2 separate regions of the Hordeum vulgare genome follow, and region 1 is linked to region 2. Evidence: chromatin contacts called from public Hi-C data. All regions are on one chromosome and are shown on one strand. Each heading gives the region's core, a stretch centred on a gene start, on an enhancer-like site or on the middle of the called end of the contact. The rest is flanking DNA. Distances are from core to core; before and after follow the strand shown.

The links. Hi-C and Micro-C count contacts between places; a contact is called where the count stands out from the background.
Region 1: a contact with region 2 is called in a Hi-C map of leaf, with 5 times the contacts expected there. The contact joins the enhancer-like site here to the promoter of LOC123439624 in region 2. A contact is called at or near these places in 1 of 6 Hi-C or Micro-C datasets (leaf) and 1 of 1 datasets of contacts at active chromatin or transcription factors (embryo).

What each region holds. Positions count from the first base shown.
Region 1 is chr3H:107,311,315-107,316,482 of MorexV3_pseudomolecules_assembly, reverse strand. No RefSeq gene overlaps it. Among protein-coding and RNA genes, the nearest start is that of LOC123439625, 33 kb to the left of the region's middle. Within about 2 kb of position 2,797, at least 2 of the 3 cell types and tissues checked have open chromatin away from gene starts, as enhancers often do. A contact at or near this core is called in leaf, where this site is marked.
Region 2 is chr3H:107,087,583-107,092,270 of MorexV3_pseudomolecules_assembly, reverse strand. It overlaps LOC123439624 (RING-H2 finger protein ATL74-like), which reads right to left and starts at 3,210. Exons shown (of 1, transcript XM_045116315.1): 1 at 2,071-3,210. The coding sequence starts at 2,901. The coding sequence ends at 2,257.

The DNA.
Region 1 (5,168 bases), core at 1,548-4,047, 220 kb before region 2:
TCCAAAGACAATAGACATAACAAACTGATCAATGCCCAATATAGATCATGGCTTCTATATTCTGACAAGACTTGAAAAAAATCCCCTTTCAAGATGAAAAATTGAGCCTCTTTTCTTTTGATACTGCCGGGATTGATATTACTCCACCAGCCAACACCACTGATTTCAAATGTTCACCATCGATTCAGGAAAAAACAAATGTAAGAGGGGGTCAAGAAACGAAAAGACTCGCCTTTCTCTGGCATCACAATGTCCTCCATGGTCCCCTCTATGACCTCGACGATGTCGGCGACCCCGTTGGCGCGGCCGAGCTCGCGGGCGTGCTCCGCCACGCTGCTGGCCTCGACGGCGTACACCTTCCTGGCGCCGGCCTGAGTGCTCCAGATGGCGAGGATGCCGCTCTCGGTCCTACGTCAAGAACCACCTAACAGATCCACCAAATCAATCAAGCCGGAGCCCCAAATTACAAGTGCATCAGTTTCAATACAATAAGCCAGCTTTATAAGGAAGGAAGAAACACTTCATACATCCATCTAATCAGTTTCAAAACTAGTTCAAACGCCACTATAATTAGATGAGCATACAGGTGACCAGGAGCATGTAGCATACTTCATGTTCAAATGTGTTGAACTCACAAAGCCAGGGGACTGGGTATTTTAACTGCTTATTAAGACCGGTTACAAGTTGGACAAGAAAAATATTAAAAGCGACATTTCCTTATATAATAAGTGAACCACAATAGCAAGTGTAATTAATGGCCGGCGCTGGGAGTGCTGAAGACAAAACATGCATGATCTAATACATAGGTTGCAAAAACATATTTTAAATCTAGAAAGGCCAAAAATATGCTCTGATTATGTCATCGTGTCATACCAAGCAATTCTAAAGAAAATAAATATCAAATTGTATATCGCAGACATAGCCTTAGATTTCTCACTTAAGAAGAATGCTAACCAGTTCATAATACCAACCATGTACCAAGTCTTTGTTTATTCTACATCTATAAACGAATGGCACAACGAAATAACGTGAATCAATTGTAGATGGTCAGGTTAATATTTTTTCAAAGGTGCATTACGCCACTCCTCGGGAGGCACGCCAAGCCAAGAATTGCGCTCCCTAGGATTTGATGGAATTGCGCTCAAGAAGCTGCTAAGATCCGTTGACGAATCCGATATGGAAAACAAATGAATGCGTCCTCCTCAGCACCGTCACCGGCCTAGGGCTATGGGGTTAAGAAAGTTATTTACTATGCTAATAACACTGTCAAGCATTTGTTATTGTTCGTTGTTGAGTTAAAGGAAGGAAACAGAGACCGGCATACTTTCAGACCGGCCGTTGTAGTTCTGTATTCCCTCTACAAATCTAGGCACATCTTGGGAACCAGGCTCTCCTCAATCTGAAGCTTGCTCAACATGTAGTCTGCGATTTGGAAATTCCAATTTGCAATTATGTGAACACGCAAATTCTGTAGCACGAAAACTGAGGATTGGTGTAGGTTTATTATTGCTACTGACCTTGTATGTTCTTGTGGCAGGCTAAGTTGATTCCTAAGCTCAGTGGGTAGAGGGTGTCATCCATGTCTAAAGAAACAATCGAAGAAGAGATCAAATAACAAAGTTGATCGAAATATACTATGTAGTACAATGACGAGCCGTCAGTTATAGACGGACGTACCAAACAGCAGGCAGTAAAATTTGGCTCCGTTGGCGTAGGATTCTATCTTCACAGGTTGGTCAGTGCATGTAACTGTCGCAAACGAAAAAAAATGTTAGTGAAAGAACGACAAAATTGGGGGACTTGCTGAATACTAATGCACTCTTCTGTGGCTAGATGCTCGTATTTTCGTTTCAGAATGGTCAATTTCTTCGGAACTGTTCTAGCAACCGTTCATGTTTATTTCCCACCACTTGCACCACTTCAATCAGCATTGGTACTAAGAACAGAGTTTGTCCCGACAGAGACCGGCAGCTTGAGAAAAGAAATGATGGAATAACCCTGACCGGAACTCAGATGAAACAACAGAGGCAAACCAAACGGATCACTAGCATGCCAGTGACCAAACGAATTTGTACTATAAGAAGGAGACGGGAAGATGGAGGCAAACACAGCAACGGAGACAAGCAACTCTCGCATGCAACACTTAGAAGAGATTTGACCAGCATAGAACAGTAACCGGTGAACAGAGGAAATACTAGTAGCGGTAATGCATACCCCAAAAAAATCCTGTGAAAACAAGCACCCACCGTTGCACGCACTGCACGGGACCATGGCCGGCCGGCTGGCCGGTCAATCAGCAGGCGCAGGCGAGGCCCCGTGCAAGGGAGGGGAGGGGAGGGGAGAGGCCGGAGCATCGCGTCCTCTGCGGTCCTCCTCTGACGCTGGACTGGACAACGTAGTGGAGCCCGTGGCGCATCCACGGAGGCAGACGAGGCCGCACGATGAGGCGCGGATCAAGCTTGATGACGATGCATATTCGGAAGGCCTGATGTGGCCGTGGCGGAACTGGTGCGGATCCGGAAGACCTCGTCGGCGCGGTGGTAGGGGAGTTGGTGGAAGGGAGCGGCCGAAGGTGGTGGTGGTGTGGAGGGGGAGGAAGGAGCCGAGGCTCGATCTGGTCGGCCGGCTGGAGTTAGCGTAGGTGGTGGAGAAGATGGGCGACAAAGGTGGGGGAGAGGGAGGGTGCAGACCGGCGGCGAGGGGAGAGGAAGGTGGGTGGCGGATTTGGATCGAGGAGCCGTGGTGGGAGGCGGCAGCAAGGAGAGAGGGAGGTGGTTGGCGGATCTGGATCGGGGAGAGGGCTAGGGTTTGTGTGCGAGAGAGAGAGAGAGGGATGTATGGATGTGGATGGAGAGATGGATGGATGGATGAACGTCATGTCATCGATCCATGCCACAACCAATTCCACCAATCAGAATAAAGCATATGCAATTCTATTTTTTCTATTGATTTGCTTCTACTTTTTCAGATGATAAAATCCAAATATGATCTTTTGGAGTAGAGAAGCTTGCATCTTGGAATTACAAACAATGTTGCCAAATGTACTTTTCATTTTCTTTGCAGGAAGAATCCATTTCCATTTTTCGAGTGTCCAAATTGAGTTTTTTTGTGAAGGACCTACCAAATATTTGTTGCAAAATTGGACCAAATTATTTTTCTAAACTTTGGAGTCTTATTAAATGTACAGTTGACCAAATGGTTTGGTGTCAAAAGCTTTCGATCCACCTCTCGTGAAAAAGACAAATTTCCTTTGATTTAGTTGGAAGCAGGTCAAATTTGAACTACAACTACTTGATAGATTGCTCTTTAATTTTCCCAAAATAATTTCTAGGTACATAATTATCTATTTAATCAGAGAAACACCAAAATATTTGCAAAAATCAAGCCCTAGCTATGAACGGTCATACCCGCCGTTTGGACCGCATTTTGAAATGGGCATGAAAAATTACAAAAAATAAATAAATTGGAAAACCTTCGCATTGTGTCATCATATGTGACCAAGTTACCACCTAAAATAATATACTTGCAATATGGCAATTATTTTGGAAAAGTGTTCTTAGAAATGGGCTATCATGTGTGATGATTCATGGCTTTCAAGCCAAATGATCAATCTTATGGTCATATTCATGGCATAGTTTGTTAAAATGATCTTATATTGTGCACAAGGATGCGTATTGGAATGGCAAACAATGTTGCCTAAGAAAGTTTTCATTTTCTTTGGACGGAAAATTCATTTTCCACTTTTCGAGTACCCCAAATGAGTTTTTTTAAGGACCTACCATATATTTGTTGCAAAATTGGACTAAATCATTTTTCTAACATACTAGGACATATTTAATGTACAACTAAACAAATGGTTGGGTGTTAAAGACTTTTATCGACCTCTCGTGAAAAAGACAAATTTTCGTTGAATCAGTTGGAAGCGGGTCAAATTTGAACTCCAACTACATTATAGTTTTCTCTTTATTTTTCCCAAAAATCAATTCTAGGTACACAAGTATCTATTTAATGAGAGAAAAACCAAAATATTTCCAAGATTCAACCACTAGGTAGGAATGGTCATACCCGTTGTTTTGACCGCATTTTGAAATGGCCATGAAAAATTTAAAAAAATGGAAAACAATTGCATTGTGTCATTATATGTGACAAAGTTACCAGGAAAAATAATAAACTTGTAATACGACAATTATTTTTAAAAAGTGTTCTTAGAAATGGGCTATCATGTGTGATGATTCATGGCTTTCAAGCCAAATGATCAATCTTATGGCCACATTCATGACATAGTTTGTTGAAATGATATAATATTATGCACAAGGGTGCATATTGCAATGGAAAACAATGTTGATTAAGGAAGTTTTCATTTTCCTTGTATGTAAAAATCATTTTCCATTTTTCATGTTTTCAAAATATATTTTTTTGTGAAGGACCTACCATATATTTGTTTTAAAATTGGACCAAATCACTTTTCTAAAATACTAGGTCATATTTAATGTACAATTGACAAAATGTTTGGGTGTTAAAAGCATTTATCCACCTCTCGTGAAAAAAGATAAATTTATGTCGATTCAGTTGGACGCGGGTTAAATTTGAACTGAAGGTGCATTATGGTTTGCTCTGTATTTTTCCCAAAAATAATTTATAGGTACATAAGTATATATTTAATCATAAATACATGGTTTGGTGGCTTGACGTCGAGGTTTGGATGGTGGTCGAGTGCCCCAACTCCAGAGCGCGTGAACTTGCATGCCAGTCGCATAGTCACCGCCTGACCGTTGTGTTGCCATGCGTTCTGGGTGGAATAGGCATGTATGGTGGGTTGGTCAATCCCTCGGTAGGTGTTAGGAAGAAGAATACAATAGAAGAATCTCAGGAGGAGACTGAACTAAGCTCAAACATGAATTATCAGGCAAGTGTTTGATTAGCGGTGTGGGTAAGGCACATAGACAATGGGCCTAAATTTTGGCTGAGGATGATCATCTACTAAGGAGACTCTCTTGGCAATTTTTTAGCTAAAATGGATGAACCTAGGTGGCACTTGCTTTGCAAAGTAACACACTGTGCAGAAATATGGATGTTGAAGCTGGGATCAAATGAACGAATGGATTGAGGTGCAATTGGGTGTATGATGTTAATTTGGGCATATGAAGTCACTGTAAAAAAATTATACC
Region 2 (4,688 bases), core at 1,961-4,460:
GTTTATACATCTCGGGAAACTAAGCTTCCCATAGATACATGTCAGACTCCACGATTCCATGTCCATGCTCCTTCACCAATGCATCAATATGGTATCTCGGGTACCCCCAAATCTCAAGGTTTATTGACTAATTCTAGAAAATTACAATATCTTTGCACCTCCCAAAGCTTGCTACAACATAAAACTTATCAAAACCACACGACGCTAAACTCTTGACCCGCACTTTATTCAATTGAGTTTCAACGAGGAATAACATGACCGGGGCATATTTGTTCACAAGTTCACCGAGTTCTCGAACTATCGTGGGGTTGGCCTGACCAGACAGTTCCAACATAGCAGATCCATCCTCACGGGGCGTTGACGAGCCTAATATGTTTGCTGCCAACCTTGAGAAACCTAGTCACGAGGTCCTTTCAATGGATCACCAAGGCCAAGAAATGGTGTGGAGACTGTCCCTAATTCAGCGCGGGTGGAAACATTGTGAGACAGAGTGGGGCATGAAAAAACAATCAATTTTGGCGGTCATCGACAAGAGAAAGAGAACCCTATCGAGTGGGAACATGTATGGGCTTGGCAATATCTTCAAAAATGTACCACAATTTCTGGAAAGAAGATTTTTTTTTTTGCTCAAAAACAGCAAGATTTTCCATCTCTTGCCGTATAAAGTTGCCTAGAAATGTTTGCTTGCCACCCCTCCCAGCTGACGTTCATGGATTACCATCACTGTTTTTTAAATGTAGTGCGGAGTGCGGACGATGTCATACTCACCGCGGTCCATTTAACTCTAGCAGCGCGATCGCGCACTCTGCCCACCTTGTTGTTTATTGGTATGTACCCCCTCCGTTCCTAAATATAAGACCTTTTAGAGATTTCAATACGGACTACATACAGAGCAAAATGAACGAATCCATACTTTAAAGGATGTCTATATATATCCGTATGTAGTCCGTAGTAAAATCTCTAAAATGTTTTATATTTAGAAACGGAGGGAGTATATTCATTAGATAGCAAGAGTAGTCCAATGTACTGAGTGTGGATTTTTGCTTTCGGGCTCCATGAAGCCCTTTATTTCCAAACATAAAAAAATCAATCTTTTTAGTTTAATAAAATGTGGAAACAAATACACAATTATTTATAGATGTATACTAGATATGTGTGAAATTTCATCACAAAATATGTTTTTATGTGGCATGTACAAAAACAAATCATGTGATTCTATAGTGAATAGTATATATGGCAGAAATACGTGATTTTATCATAAGAAAATATTCCCTCCGTTCCAAAAATTTTGTCTTAGGTTTATCTAGAAATGAATGTATCAAAATACTAAAATGTGACTAGATACGGGATGTGGATTTTTGGCTCCCGGAAGCATCTGCTCCCTAATGAACAGTAAAATCAAAATAAATAATAAATATGTTCCAAAAATTCTGAATTTTTTTATAGATGTTCATATTAGTGTGACAAGTGTGCTTGCCAGATTTCATGCCATATGGGATAGCGGTGCTTCGTTGGTGAAAAAAACAAAATTAAGTGTAACATTTGGAGGTAAAAGTTGTCGACTTGTTCATTTTGCACAGGCCAAAATACTTAAGTTTCTGACCTGTAAATTTGTATCTGCCATTTGAGTGTGACAACCAACACATCTTTTAAAAAAAAAATCAACATTTGTAAAACACATTTTGAACATGCAGGATCATATGCTCCCAAGAGCCAAAATGAATATCCGCTAGATACATTCATATCTAGATAAATCTAAGATAAGAATTTTAAAACGGAGGAAGTAGTAGCTTGCATAGAAAAGTATTTTGTCATGAAACTTCCCAAACAAGTACTACGGAGTAGTAAATATGCATATGTATATGTGTGTTTTTTTCAGGTTTTTTAAACTAAAAAAATTCTAAAGCTTTCAAATAAAATGCTCCATAGAAATCGAGCTGCATTAGGCATTCCCGAATGTACCGTCAAAGAAATAAAAACTTAACCACATATAGCTTTTGAGCTGCAGTTCGTCACCTTGCAAGATGGAGTGGTAGATTATGAGATGGCCAGAGCAAAGAATCCATTCCATTAACAGAAATCACAGTCTCTTATTTATTTATTTTACGGGTAAGGATAATCACAGTCTTAAATACATCCCGAGCCTAACCTATACTGTAGTACTGTATATACATATGTCACACTGTACACTTGTTCCCGGTCCCCCTCGAGGCTGGATTATACAGTATAGCTTAGGTAAAGGGAGATGCCGATTGACTACCTGCCGCCGATGTTTTCGCACACGTCTCTCTGGGTATCACCTTGTACGGTCACTGTCAAGGTTCCTCCTACACCAAGGAACGTCGGTTGCGGCGGCTCCGACGACGACTGCGCAGCCGCCTCCGCCTTGCCCTGGGACTGCTCCGCCTCTGCCCGGCAGAGAGGGCACGACGTCCTGGTGCGCAGCCACGCGTCGACGCACTCTACGTGGAATACGTGCCCGCAGTTGGGCAGCTGCCGCACCGTGTCTCCGTCCACGAGCTCCGACAGGCACACGGCGCAGTCAGCCCCCGCGGCGCTCGTGGACCCGGCCTCCTTCCTGTACACGGTGACTGGGAGCGCGGAGAGCGCGGACGCGTTCAGCCCGTGCCGCCGGCTGCCGATCCTTCCGAAGGAGTTGATGGACCGGAAGATGCCAGCGGCGAGGCCGCCGGTGCCGCGGCCTCCGCCTCGGCCAGACCGGTACACCAGCACGTAGAGCAGGACGCGCATGGTGACGATGGCGACGGTGACCCCGAAGAGGACGAAGACGACGGTGAGCGCGACGCGCCCAGTGAAGCTGTAGTTCAGCTGCCGCTCGTATGGATCCCCGGCGCCTTCCGGCGTGGCCGGCGCGCCAGCCATGGTGGTGCTCTCTGACATGGCACTGATCGACAAGCTTAGTAGGAAAGGCTCGCCTACTAACAAAGAGACAGAACGGAAGAAAGAGATAGAAGAAGGCAGCGGTGTCAGGTTTAGCACCACTGATCAACTGCATGTGTGTTCTCTCACAGCTTAATTAGCTTGGGTAGGACACTGCTCGGGTCAACGAGTGGTGTCAATGTCGTGTACAATAGGATTGCGAGGCTGACATGTGGGGTGACGAGAACTATTGCAAATCACACGCAAATTGCTCACTGGGCGAGAAGAGAACGTGGAGATGTGGATTTCATCAGCGTGGTTTGAATAGGGATACCTGAGCTTTCGGTCTACACAAGACTTCTCTGTCGTGTAATTTTGTAATAGGAAGTCTACAGGCGAAAGGCAAGACGAAACTTCGAGGAATTGAGCAACCAAGGCAAAATCGTTGACTTGCAAACCAGAGAACATAAAATTCTTGAAGACTCGTCGGAGTTGAGAATGGGAATTTCATCAAATAAAACAGAGCCCTAACGGTGCTGCAAAACGACTGCCGGAAGCTCGGAATCGGAACTGTGCATGGAGGTTCTAGGTATGGATGAATCTAAAGTGGTGAAGAATATTTGAAGTTTATTGGAATTGTGTCTAGTATTTTATAGATTAGAGTTGGAATTGCGTCTAGATGGTGTATATACAACAGAAAGAGAACAGTTGAGAAAAATATTATTAGACTACATAAACTGTTAAACTAGGAAAAAGATCAAAGTCAGCCGGCCGATTACGCGTACACTTTCACCACGTACACAGCCGTCAGATACGAGTTTAATTAACCAACGCTCAATCAGTTAAGACCTTCACGACTAGACGCGCGTATCTCTGTCACTTACAGTTTTTCTGTAACATTATCTGTGTTACAGAAGTCCTTCAGTAACAACATTTATGTTGCAAAAAAGTTAAGACAAAAAAGTTCTCTAACATAGAACATCATCTATGTTACAGAAGTCCATTTGTAACAACATCCGTGTTGGCTAAAAGTTAAGACAAAAAAAATTTATAACATCATTTGTGTTATAAAAGTCCTTCCACAATGGAAATCATGTTTCAAAAGAGTTCTGACAAAAAAAACTGTTTAACAAAACCGTTGTTACAAATGTTTCTACAGCACAAGGTCTGTTACAATGGTGAGGACGAGTCGGGGCGCTGGATGGCCTCAGTCAACTGGATGCGGAGGCGACGGATCTTTTGAATAGATCCATCGACCGACACGCAGCTTCATCTATTAAACTATTGCACTTGAGAAAAAGATAATTAAACTCACACAGGGAGGGAAGTAGAGGTGCATAATGTGTTTGACCCGAAATGATGTAATATGCTCAATCACGTTTCAAAGAAAATATGTTCAATCACAACAAGACGCCGGAAAATGGCCGAAGCAGCCCAAACTTACCCTAAGTCGGCCTTTCCCCGACGAAAAAACAGTTCAACATGTGGCTTGCCAATGAATCAAACTGTGTAAATCGTCACCGTGGCTATTTCTTGGGGAGCTCCTATCGGACGCTTCATGGGAGCTCCTATGCAGCGCTGCAGGTGCCCGTGCTGCTAGCATAGGCCGCCTCACTAAAGTGTTGTCCTGTTATTTTTTGATTTTCTAATTTTTTATGAAAAATTATAAAATCAAAAAAGGTTTACATATTTAAAGAAAAAAAATTATCCATATAAAAAAAATCATATCTTTGAAAAAGGTTCATCAATTTTGAAAAAAGTTCAATGAAAATGAAAAAAGTCCACCCCATTTAGGAAAAGTTCATTAA